2 separate regions of the Capsicum annuum genome follow, and region 2 is linked to region 1. A link is a contact called in public Hi-C data. All regions are on one chromosome and are shown on one strand. The core of a region is the stretch at or near the end of the contact, and the rest is flanking DNA. Distances in the headings are between cores, read along the strand shown. Region 1 holds the start of LOC107867806 (peroxisomal membrane protein PEX14-like). Region 2 has its middle 34 kb from the start of LOC107854379.

What was found. A called contact is a pair of places that touch in the nucleus more often than the background predicts.
Region 2: a contact with region 1 is called in a Hi-C map of leaf, with 1.8 times the contacts expected there. The contact joins the enhancer-like site here to the promoter of LOC107867806 in region 1. A contact is called at or near these places in 2 of 5 Hi-C or Micro-C datasets (leaf and placenta).

The regions. Positions count from the first base shown.
Region 1 is chr4:99,071,530-99,078,426 of UCD10Xv1.1, forward strand. LOC107867806 (peroxisomal membrane protein PEX14-like) reads right to left here and starts at 3,708. Exons shown (of 6, transcript XM_047411908.1): 1 at 2,943-3,708; 2 at 2,679-2,768; 3 at 1,559-1,632; 4 at 1,420-1,462; 5 at 1,254-1,321. The coding sequence starts at 3,057. The coding sequence ends at 1,260. It overlaps LOC107867805 (replication factor C subunit 2), which reads left to right. Exons shown (of 12, transcript XM_016714235.2): 10 at 608-733; 11 at 810-893; 12 at 4,500-4,713. The coding sequence ends at 4,598.
Region 2 is chr4:99,126,163-99,133,155 of UCD10Xv1.1, forward strand. No RefSeq gene overlaps it. Among protein-coding and RNA genes, the nearest start is that of LOC107854379, 34 kb to the left of the region's middle. Within about 2 kb of position 2,144, at least 5 of the 5 cell types and tissues checked have an H3K27ac peak or open chromatin away from gene starts, as enhancers often do. A contact at or near this core is called in leaf, where this site is marked.

The DNA.
Region 1 (6,897 bases), core at 2,458-4,957:
GGCAAAGAACAGATGTTTTTGGAAAAGTTCTGGTTTATTATTCCTTTAAGCTCTGAGATGATGATGTCTTTAAATCTTAAAATGAAAAAGCAAGCATAAAATTCTTTTGATTGGATGAATAATTAAGGTTTTTTAAATGAAAATTTACAGATTCTAATTTAGAACCTTGACAATTTCTTAATTCAGTTCTTCAAATTAGAGCATACATACTGCTAACATTTGAGTTGACAAAATTTGTAGCAATGCATTCTTATTCAATCTTATGTCTGATTAAGTGACAATCTATTTTAACGTGCTTCATTCTTTGATAAAAAAAAACAAAAAATTTAAAGCTATATGTAGTGTAGCTTAATTTCACTTATTAGTTTCATTTATTCATTACTTTCATATTTCAACTACTTTTGCTGCAATTCTTTTAACCATACAAGCTCACATCTAAAGTCATGGCTCAATACTCTTACTTATGTTTTATAACCGAGAAATTGTCTGAGTTAGCTGCCTCAATTCCAATTTTGTCGCCTATCAATACTCAGGGGAGTATAGGCCCACCCTAAATACTAGGGTTCTACACTTGTTTTAGGCACTGATATGCAATTGCTGTGATCAGGTAATCCCAAATGTAGTTGTTCAGGCTATATTCTCAGCTTGCAGAAGTGGCAATTTTGACTTGGCAAACAAAGAAGTGAACAATGTCATTGCAGAAGGATATCCTGTTTCCCAGATGCTGTCTCAGGTCCCAGTATCTTTGTATCATCTCATTTTACATTTAATTATGGCTACATTTTGTACTAATATGCTGCTACTTTCAGTTGTATGATATAGTAGTTGATGCAGACGACATTTCTGACGAACAGAAAGCAAGAATATGCAAGAAATTTGCTGAAGCGGACAAGGTTATTCTTTTTCTTCATCTTACTCTATTAATTCGTTGTTAAGAGTGACTATTATAATTTCTACTCTTCTGTACATTTATATTTTATTTTTATTTCCTCAGTCTTTGAAAAAATGATGGGGTTAGAACTACAAACATTTAATTTTCATGTCTACACACTCCCGTCATCCATTACCTAGTGATCCAGATCTATCCAAGCAGACTATTTTTTTCAAAAGCTGATTTGGAAAACTCTACAGGGAACCAAAAGGTAATAAAGAAAATGTTTCCTTCTTAGCTTGGTAGAACATAGGATGAAATTATTAACCGATGAGCTGACAGATAGGGAAAACACTAACAAGCCAGAGAGTATAAGAGTCACCTCCATTTAAGACTTTGGATGGGGTGCAGCAGATGGTTCAACAGATGCAGGTGGCGAAAAAGATCTCACTGTACAGAACATTCCAATCATGTCACATTAGAATTTAAAGAATCAATAAAAACTTATCTAAGAAAAAAAAATTCCAGCTAAAAACAGAAAGTAGAACCTGAATGTGCATCACCATTTACTTTGCCGTTAGAATACAGTTGCTGGAGCATAAAAGCAGATTAGAAATGAATCATAAAAGTCGACAAAGATATGAACTACAAGATCCAGACTTTTTTTTTTGTTGCTACACCGCTTACCCTAGATTGAGTAACTGAAATTCTTGGATCATCTAGTTCCATGACATGCATTCTTCCAGAAGTATTACTTCCCCCTGCATGAAAAGACGAACTCCAATTAGGCACCCATTCTGTCTGAAGATAACTTGGATCCCTTTTGTCCCTTCCCCTTAAACAACCCCCCCACTCCCAACCCCAACCTCAACCCCAAAACACCTAAGGGGCCAGGGGTGGGGGGTGGGGGCTGCATATATGAACTCACAAGTATTCATGACAAAATCTAAGGAACCTGAAATTTGTCTTAAGATTGCTAGAATTCAAAGGTAATGACAACATTATAACAGGACAGAGCTTAGTACATTAAAAAGGAAGTGTCAATGGAGTGGAGAGAAAGAACTAAGCCTGAATTGCAGGGACCAGGGAACTGAAACTATGGTAAAACACCAGGCAGATCCTCCATAAGGAAGCTTCAAATGATTCTTTGAACAAGTTCATAAGTCTTGGTTTAGCGGCTTTAGTTAATTTTTTTTTTACAGAAATCACCCAAGTAATAAGTATCATAACATATACTATCGCCAGTATAGGCACCCCGAAAACCTCATATAAACAATGTTCAATGACATTCAAACACCAAGCTTATTGAGTCAAAAAAATTCAGCGCCTAAAAGAAATCTAGCCTCAGCTGAAGGTGGAACCAGCGAACTAAAACTATACAGGTTATGCACAATTCAATTTATTATCTCTCTCTTTCTCCACGCTCTTTCAATTATGAACACTCAAATTACTCTCTATTTCTCATAGTGTTCCAAAGTTCACCTCTTTTCCAGCCCCCTGTTGTTTCATAAAACTTCCCTTTTAATTTACAAGACCCCTAAAAGCAAAAAATGGCCACAAGCTACGTTGCTCGGACTCTTCAAAATTGTCAATGTGTGCGTGTCGGATTCACGAAACTAGTGTACTTTCGGAGAATCCAACATGGGTGCGGAATCGGAAGTAATTGGAAGTGAAGAGTCCACGCAACTTAAGCCAAAAGGCAAAAATCCTATACCTTAAGTGGGGACTTTCTACTTCAAGAGTGAATAAAAATATAGGCGAGAGAGTTGGTTCAGAAGTGTGTGACAAAAAGCAACTGTGTTACTACCTTCCAGTTTCTCTATGGCATTTGTCATTGATTTCATCTCTCCTACTTGATAGTTTAGCAGGCTTGTCAGCTCCTCAAAATACCTTTTCTCTGTGGAGGAACACAAGTTAAATCACCATAATGATTATTGATGGTAACAAGTTAAGCACTGGAGATAGAAAGAGAATGAAAGATTTTAGTCACTAATGCTAAACATTTTTTCAGTTAATTTTATTTCATCTCCTGTTTTTTAACTTATTATTACAACAATTTTCATTAACCAACCATCGGATTTTGATGCCAACATCTCCTGGCTTGCTCGGGCGACATCAGCAACAGCAGCCTCTTCTGCTAGACTTGATTTTCCCTTCACAATACCTTTTTCATCTTCTTCATCCATTACAACCTTGCGTATCCAAGACTTCAACCGGGGAATAATAAATTTCTGCGAAAGATGTGTCACTTAACAGTTGTTGATAATTATAATGATTAGTCCATGAGATAAATTTCCAGTTAGTGTAAAAAACACCAGAATCCTACTTTAGAGACGAATCTAATAAGATAAACATTGGAGGATTCGGAATAGATCTGATGAAAATCTTCATAACAGGGTTACTTATCAAAAAGAAAGGAGGAAAACAAAAATCAGAACAAGGTTAACTGATGATCTTCAAACTGTTCATCAGTTTTAAGGTACACACTGTTCTGAAATGACCTGAATGTGTGTAGGCTTAGTCGAATTTCTATCTCCAAGCAAAACTTCTCACATATGAGATGCCAAAGTTACATCTATGAGATATTCATCATTAATCAACTACCACCTTTTGTATTCATTAGTCTTTTTACTCCCTTTTTTTTTGAGGTGTGGTTCTGTAAGAAACAACCATTGTATCCACAAAAAAGGGCACCCCGGTGGACTAAACAACCAAAATGTACCAAGCTACTAAAAATTAAACTACCACAAGTAAAAGTTTGAGATGTCTCGCATATGAAATAGAATCCACACCGAAGAAATGGAGAACAAAATTTTGGGTTTTAAAACGTGCACCAATATATGCAATCAAAACGTAAGAAAGTGTACCAAAAGGATTATGAGCTAAGGGAAACATACCTAAAGAAATAATTAGCCATCAGTAACTTTTCCCACTTTGCTTTACAAAAAGTATGTATGATATGTCTCCTTTTCTGGTGGAATTAAAACACAAGAGGTCAAGCTGTCTGCAAACCACATTTAAATGAAAGGTGCACAAATGCTTCTTTCCAATCTCACTGAAGATATTATAAAAGCGATTATGTAATAAGTTTTTTTGACTTGCAACATTGACAAGCAAAAAGAACTCTTGGAAACAATAAAAAACTGCGATTGGCACTATGTTAATTGCAAAGAAAATATAAAAGCTGCAATCTTGTTCAAAGGCAAAAACTTGAGTAGACATAGAGTGTCCCACTTTTGATAAGGATCTTAGCATCAATTCGTACATTGATTCTTAAGTTATAGTCAAACGTAAAACTTGTTTCGTACTTGGAAAATGTTTGGGAAAATAGTAATGAGAGGTAGAACTTGTTTTGACTCTTAATGGTAATTGTGTTTTTGATAAAATGAGTTGAGTAATATTTTTGGTTAATTTTTCTTTTCCGAAGAACTCAGTACTTACCAATGTTTAGCTGTGTTCTATGGATTGTGTAGTAATGATAGTGTCATCTGAAGTTCTCCCCTAGAATTAGAGTTCAGCTTTGCCTTCTCTGTTAGTGCAGTTATGTTCCAGGATCATAGAATTTTCTGTGTTTGACAAAGTAGCTGAACGATTTAAAGGATGTGCTTATGTTTTCCTTGAACTGCAGTGTCTTGTTGATGGAGCAGATGAGTATTTGCAGCTTTTGAATGTTGCAAGCAGCACAATGCAGGCACTTAGTAACATGCCACAGGACATGGTATATTAAAGTTAGATGGCTACGTGGATAATGTTGAATTCGTATTTCCTTATCAACTCTTGGGAAATGTTAACCGACATGTCGTTTCCTTTATTGGAAATTTCTTGTTATGGTTTGCTTTCTAGTCCTCGTTATTTCCTTGCATCATTTATATGCATCACATTAACCTATTGTTCAATTAGATTATTTTTGGCCAGAACAAAAAGTGTTATGGCCTCCCGAGTTGCACGTTGTTCTAACTGAAAGAACTTGCGCAATTCATAACTTCTTCACAAGTGAGGTGAGATACTTGTTTTATTTTGAGTAGTGGGTTGCCCTTTTTTTGGTTGAAGTAGCCATTACTTCGGTTGTTGTCAGTTTAAACAAAATTATATGGCGGCATATTTGCATTAAGGTCGTACATCATTTCATCTTATATGATAGTGTTCTATTGGGCATGAAATTTAAAAAAGAAAGATACTTTGGCACATATCTAAAGTACCTTGGGCATGAAATTTAAAAAAGAAAGATACTTTGGCACATATCTAAAGTACCTTTAGGACTTTGGCAGTCTTAAATTTTTGACATTTTTATGGCTATGAGAGCATGTCGTTTAGGTAAAACTGGAAGTTAAAAGTCTTACATGGAGCAAGTGGAAAATGATTTAAATAACATTAGAATTGAAAATTCACAATGAATAGTGGGAGTCACTCAATTGTCACTCCCACATCCCTCATCGGGTGCGCGGATAAATTTTTATTCGTGTCTCATTCAATCAGCAGTGTCATAGTCAAAGCAGTTGTATTAAGTTATGTTTGTCGACACTGCCAATCCTTGCAGATTTGGATGGGGCTGTTTATTGTCATTTGTCATGCGTGAGCCTAAAGTCTTAGACAAGTTTGTTTGTCTCTTGATTACTTTTAGCATTAATATACATAACATAGTCGATGTCGACATATACATAGCATTCTATGTATATGTTGGAATTTTTGTAATATGTTTAGGGAGTTGGAATTTTTTGTAATATTGAATAAGTTGTGCATTTGTGTAATTTTTAGTTACTTTTATTCAAATCCAGACATCATGCTGCCTTTCCAAAAGTCTTGCACATAATTATTGAGACAACACATCGAAGTAGATATTATTCCTAACTTCAAATTTCAATCCGATTACTAAATATAATCATATGCAAGTTCTAAATACATTTTAAGCCACAATCTTTAAATATCCAGCATTAATTTTATTTATACAGCCTTGTTATTTCAACTCCTCCAAGTGCATAAAACTCAATACATGACTCACATGCTTTGCAGCAAACGATTTATATATTCAACAACTTAATTTCGTAGTAATCCTAATAAATAAACAATGAATAAGCAATTAAAACGGAGAAGGTATAATCATATGTGATTAAGGAACAATTTTAGCTATTATAACGTTTTTATAGTCCTCTTAAGTTTGGCAAACTTGAATGATTAAGTTTCCATTTCCCATTATAAAGAAAACCGTTACTCCGTTGTTTTCTTGTTCAAAACTAGCAGAAGTCAAACATAAATGTGATTTGTCCTTATTATAATTTTTTTTTTTTTAGGTTCAACTTATATATGTTACTCTTCTTATCCAAACTTTTTGGTATTAATAGTCAATTATATTTTAAAAATAATTTAAGTTTTTAAATATTGAGATTTATAATATTTTTTCTGGACAAACTTTTGTGGTATTAATAGTCAATTATATTTTAAAAATAATTTATGTTTTTAATTATTGAGATTTATAATATTTTTTCTTCAATTCTAATTTACGTGTTTTGACAGTCAAACATTTATATTACATCTTTTAAATTTTTTAAATTGTTAATTATTGTGATTTATAATATTTTTACGTTTTTTAAAAATATATAACAAATTCATTTTTGTAGACATTTTAAAGTGTTAACTATTATAATTTATAATAGTTTTCATGTAATGCAATTAATATATGTTACTCTCCTTATCCAAATTTTTATGGTGTTAATAGTCAATTATATATTAGAAATAATTTAAGTTTTTAATTATTGTGATTTATAATATTTTTTCTTCTATTTCAATTTAAGTGACACTGGTATAATTTCGAGAGTCCGTTAAATATTTTATGTCTTTTAAATTTTTAATTGGTTAATTATTGTGATCTATAGCATTTTTTACGTATTCATTTGCTCTCAATTTATGTGAAATAAATAAAATTTAAAAATCAATTATATTTTTACTATATTTTTAGATATTTTAGGTCGTTAGCTATTGTAATTTATAATACTTTTTTCGCACTGTAATATACTATTTTAAGTCGTTAG
Region 2 (6,993 bases), core at 894-3,393, 53 kb after region 1:
CAATTCATTGTTAAACATATCGGCCTGAGATTGTAACAGAATAATATTTCATATCTTTCGATGTCGAGATTTAAGGGCACCTGATTTTGTGATATTTAATAGCTGATTTTGTAACACTAAATAAGGTATAATCATTAAACAGAACATAGAACTAAAATAAATAAAACTTTCTAAAGGAACGGAAAACCACTTCTCCAAAAATTCAACTATTTGGCCTAAGTTGAATAAAGTGGGAGTTGTGACGTAGTACGGATAATTAACTAAATTCCATTAGTGCTAGTTTAATTTTATAACTACCTGTAACTAATTACTATTTAGTTGTTAGATGAGTGATCGTGTACAACTGTTAATTAGATGTAATATAGACACATGTATATAAGGAAAAGTGAAAGCTCATTCTCCATTAGTATTGTAATGTAATACTAGCAATTACTCTTTTTCTCTTAAATAATAGAAAGTTAATCTGCTCCTCCATACTATTTTCTTATTCCTTTCTTAGCTAACTGTTGCTTGATCCTCTTTTACATCATGGAATAAGAGCTACTGACTATTGATATGGTCTAAGTTAAGATAATCGAGGAGAAAAATTAAGAAAGCTAGTAGGAGTAACAATGGTGGTGGTGATAGATAATGAATTGCCCAAGAAATTGAATCATAATCATCAATTGTATCCGAGTGCATCAGATCTGTCTGGAGTTATGTTGATTTTTATTCAATTAGCGAGATCTAAAAACTACTGTGTGGATTGAATCGATGAGAATTGCCATGCTTGGAAGAAACAAGTTGGGATTCATCAATGGCACATGTAGGAAAGAAATTGTTATAATGCGATTATTTTGTCATGAATTATGAGCTGCGTAGCAATGAAATTGTTGAGTGGAAGTATGTATTCTTCTTATGGAAGCTCTATGTGGAAAGATATAAAAGAGAGATTCGATATGGTGGATGGATCGAGGATATGCCATTGCACTGAGACACTGCAACTACAACTCAAGGTACGAGTAGTATTGCTGAATATTTTACCAAATTAAATTTACTATGGGATGAATTTAATTGCTTGGTCCTATTTCCTGGATGTAATTCTAAGAAATCGAGGGATTTTATGGAATTCATGAAGAGGCAAAAACTGCTGCAATTTTGTATGGGATTCAATGAGTCATATGAACAATTTCAAGGCCAGATCTTGATATTGGTCTTAATTCCATCAATTAATTAGGTGTATTCTATGATGATAGAGAGAGAAAACCAAAGAGTCATGTCTCATTTTGCTGGTCCAACTAAAAATGCAGAGATGACTTCTTTAATGAGTATAGAGATGGAAACTTCAATAGATTCAAGAAGAACTAGCATCCACACTAGAACGCACAATGTGATTTCTATACATTGATAGGACATATCATTGAAAAATGTTTTAGGCTTCATGATTAATCACAGACTACAAGTTCAAAAAGAAATCTAGAAATAATAATACTCAAAACGTGAGAGAAGGAGATGCTAGAAATAAAGAATACAACATAAAGGGAGAAGATGCTAGAGGAAGGCCTGTAGTGTGAAGGAAGAAATTCCTAGACTGCCAAAAGGTATGCACGAAAAAGGAAAATCAATTATTGATGCAACTTACAGAGGAGCACATACACCTCACTATATTTTAGGTTAATATGATAAGATGATAAAGGTGATGAAGGATCCTTATCTGTACAATCGAATGATGCAATTTATGGTAAAGGAATATATGGAAAAAAGTTAAAAAAGCATGGGAAAATTATCAATGATAGAACCTGAGAATATGGGAGGCAATATTCTTGCATCTCATGCGACTAAAACAAAGGACACAGGTATTGCCACTGCATCTTGTGTGAATGATAATAAAGTAGAGTGGATAATAGATACTGAGGTAACAAATTGTATGACATATAATAAAGAAATGTTGAATGAAGAACAAGTTATTATTAATAATAAAAGAGTTCATTCACCTAATGAGAAGGTACTAGTGCGTCTCACATTGACAGTTGTGAAGTCAAATGAGCATACCATAAAAAATGTGTTGTATATACCTAATTTTGGGTATTGTATGCTATCAATATCTAGGATAGCTAGAGAGTTTAGTTGGTCAGTCAATTTCTTTCCTAATTTATGTATATCCCAGGACCTATCAAATGGGAAAGTGTTGGAGATAGTTAGGGAGAAGGATTGACTCTACTTGCTAAAGCATGAAGTAAATAGAAGACAAATTAAATAGACAATAAGAGGCTACTCCTATATTTAAAAACGAACGACCTACTTTCCTTTTTATTCTATTAAAAAAGGAATGGCCCTTTCCTAGTTTGGTAAAACTTTAATTCTAAGTTCCCATGTGATATGTTTAAAACCACAAGATTATAGGGTATTTTAATATATTTGACATACTTTAATTTAAGTTCACAAGATTTCAGAATCTTTTTTATTTTCTTAAACTCCATACAAAGTCAAAATAGGTCATTCTTTTTAAAACTCCATCAAGTATTTCTCAATTAAAATCCCAACCCAAAGCAAACTTCACAAACACATACAAAAAAGAAAATTGTGAATCAAATAACACAGAAGCCATATGATCACAAATAAAAAAGTACTTGTGATAACAGTAGTAGAAGCCTCAACTTTAGAGAAACTCGTAATTACATATAGATGAGCCTTATGACCATCGTATCTCACCAACTTTACTAGCCTGCGCTTTGCCATAACCAACCAGTCCTATGCCACTATTGGATTGATAACCAACTCTAATACCACTGAGCTCAGAGCTCATCCTATGGAAGACCTCTACCATTACCTCCCTCACTATGACCTATTAAAACTACCGCTCTAGAAGTCAGTTGTTGACTTAATTGACCTACGAGAATAAGGTTAAGATAATACCTTCAAATGTGACCCATTTTTCTGCACTCTCAACATCTATAGTCTAGAGCAAGCCACTGAAGATGCATAACTTTCTACCCTAAAGGGCTAATAACTAACCCCTAACGGCCGTCGACATACGCAGGAATACCTGAATGAATTAGTAAAGTAGAGTAACTCTGCAAACCATGGCCCGATAAATAAGAATCACTGAAATAACTCAATTTCCTAACTCTTTTCTCCTCTACTCTTATTCTACCGTGCTGTTTCACCCCTTTCACTTTCTTCACAAACTCCACCACCTTAAGAAAATTCTTCCCAAAATAAGCCACTTGAAGTACATCCATTTGAAGACCCATGTTCAAACCTTCCATAAAATATCTGATATATTCCTCCTCTGTTGTTATCAACTGTAAGGCATACTGAGACAAAGCATGAAATTTGGCCTTATATGACGCCACAAACATATCACCCTACTTAAGTCTCAAGAACTCACCCTTCTTTCTATTATGCAATGTACGAGTGACATACTTCTCAAGAAATATATTCTGAATTAGAGTCTTAGTGGAGATAAGGCAGCCCCACACTCAAAAAAGGATCTCCACCATTGCTAGGCCTCTCTCTGCAACTAAAAGGTAACAAATTCCACTCTATATCACTCCATAATTCCATCTTGTGCAGATGCTCATGCTAGCCAATAAAAAATTCACATGTATCCTTTGAATTAGCACCTTGAAATACTGGTGCTTTCATTTTTAGTAACTTACGAAATAGGTCATGCTCATCACCAGTCATAACGAGACCAAATACCTACTTGGCAAGACTTTAGTCTCAAAATCCTTATCCATTCAAGGTTCTACAGTGCAATATGCTGCACCATCAAAGGCTAAAAGGCCATAACTATCTAAGTAGAACTAGTGCTATCTAAACCCTTTAAAAATTCTAACACTTACAGGATAACTTATCAGGCAAGAGGCACCTGAGTTGCACCACCTTGCAAAGGCGCAATATTTTGTTAAAATTGGAACCTTCTTCTTTTCAACTATCACTTCCTCATTTGGATCTACGTATGAAGTAGCCTTATGTAGAGAAGACAACAATAATCTTTATCTAGCTGGTTTTTCGTCTCCCTAGGCTCCACCCTTGATGGGTGCTGCCATATATGGCTGGTCTTCTGGCTCCCTAGACTCCACCCCTGATGGGTGTTGCCCTTTGTCCTCCTCTTTTCCCTCTCTCTCTCACCCTATCTCTACCCCAAACTGTGGCCTTAATAGTAGATCCAGGTGTTGCTGCTGAGACTGCTGCTGCTCTAATCAAATGAGTGTTCACCATCTATGAAACAAGAATGAAGGATGTCAGATACCAATATAGATCACGAAATATTAATTAGAATCAAGTACTAGCACGTAGGAATGGTAGAAGTGAATGTTTTTCCTAAAGTCCTATATCCCCTCAAAGAAAAATACAACCGTCTCAGTACCACTTTGCAAAACTCTACTAGACCCATTCTTTTTCAATGAGATTGATGAACCTAGTTCTTTGATACCATCTTTTTCATGACCCAATCGATGGTCAGTGGCACCAACCCTAACTCTATAGTGGGAGAATCAATCAATCCAATCTTTGCTAAAAACTTAAACCTTACACTTAAGCATTTACTAAAACCCAACTCAATTTATTAACTTAAAACATGTCCAACCTAATAACAATATTAATATCTCCTAAAATCTAAATAACTAATATCTCTAAACCATTACGTCCCTAGGAACCCAAAAGCCACCATACAAGAACTACTAATCAAAACCAAATCAAAAGCATAATCCATAAATATTAAAACCGAGATAGAATATGTCATTGTCCCGGAATAAAGTACATGAACTAGAAAAAGATCTAATGGTTGCCCGAACATGGAGATCACTATTGAATCAAAGCTTAAATCACAACGAGAGTCAAGGTCTTGTTTCAAATGCTGGAAAGTGCTCCACACTTAACCAAAAGAAGAGAACAGGTAAAATGAGTACACCAGTTATGTATTTGTATTGGTAGACATCACCAACTGACTTAATATAACTGTAACGCTCCGAATTCGGTACCCAGAATGCTACATGGTGCTCATGACCCCGAGGGACCATAAGCTAACCCATGATTGATATCTGTACTTGAACACTGCATAATATACTGAATAATTGCGGAAATAAAGGCTGGAGGGCCATAAGGTTCAAAACTGTAACATAACTGATAAAATTATAACATCTTGATGGGGTATGAAATACCCAAAACAGCTGAAATAACTGTCTGAACATAATAATCTGAAAAGCCTCTAACTGACTGAACTGTCTGAATAAGGAGTTGATGGGACATGTCCCCAACTAACTCCAACTAATAAATCAATTAATGAGATAATAAAGTAATGATTATGTCCTCGAAGGATGAGGACTCACTGCTAACTCTGACTGCGGAGACTGAAATGCTACTGATGCTCTGGAGCTCGTGTCTCTGAACCTATGGTATAAGACACCATAACACAAATGCGTCAGTACTTTGAATGTACTGGTATGCATGTGAGGTAGGCTGAATGCATGGGGTTCATATGCATGAACAATACTGACTAACTGACTAATATGAATGTGAGAATGCATGCATGAATACATAGTAACTATACCTGAGATCGTGATAACATGAATTTACTGATAACTAACATGACTGGTAACTGAGTTCTGATGACTGATATAACTGATAACATGAATGACTATATTTGATAGTCCTGAATCTGATAGACCTAGCTAAGTGTTGTACTATTCTGAGTTGACTGTATCTGACAGTCCTGAATTCTATAGAACTATCTGAGTTCTATTACTGAGACTGAATGACTGTATCTGATAGTCCTGATTTCTGTAGCTGAAATTGTGGAAAGTAGTTATCTAACCGACATGCCCCAAATAATGCATTATAGATGAGTTGGGGTTCAATCTGTAACCCTAATTAAAAGGGTGTCAATACCGCGCCACCGGTAAGGACAAGTTGTGAGTGATCCTCATCTGACAGTGTCCCCTAAAGAGAACGGTAGGGCCCTCATCTGACAGTGCTTATCTACCTCATCAACCCTCATCTGACAGTGTTGATGTCTCAACCTATGCTGGCTACATAGTTTTGGAATGCAAGGATAACTTTTAAGAATCACACCTTCATCTGACAATGTGTGTTCCCATCCTTGGGTTCACTCGGTGCTAATTTCTATTTCCATCTGAATAGGCACTATACATGAATTACTGAACTTAACTGGACTGATTTAACTGAGTTTCGTTGATTGACGAAATATTATTGAGATTTTTGTATTACTGAGCTTTCTGAGATTACTGAAATTTCTGAGTTTTACTGAGTCACATGACTAACTGAATTCTACTGAACATGGCTTGACTGAGGATATCGTGAAAACATGACACTGGCTTTAGGCACACAGCTAAATTATCGAGTACAAGTACCCCCAGGACTCGATGGAAAGAAACTGACCAAGCATGACTTTCTTGAATACATGACCAACATCACAATCCATAATTCATTTATTGAGGCATTTCATCAAATATGTGATATGCATAAACTTGTACATACATGAGGATTACATAATATCATACTAGTTGGGCACTTTTCCTTCACATAGGCATTAAATCAAACACATGGTAACAATAGTATATGTAGACAACATTATACAACAAATAACATCATAATTCAACTCTAATTTCATCATCCAAGGGTTTAATCAGAGGTTCACATGAATCTACACCTATACTAATCAATTCCACATAAAATTGATCACCCAACATGGATTAGAATTCAATTGGTCATTATCAACATGAACAAAAGCAAACCCAATATGAAATTCATAAAGAAATCCATACACTTGAACTTTGGAAAAGATTCTTGGGCTTCATGGACGAAAGGAGTCCATGAATGAACATTATGCATACCTGGTAGTGAGTTTATTGAAATTATTGAACTTGAAGAATTTGAATCTCTTAGTTCTTGAAGAAGGTTTGGATTTTATTTTCTTGAGTATTCTTTTTAGAGAGAAAACCCTAGTTTTTAATGTTGCGGAAGAATAATGAAATTATGAGCCTTGGT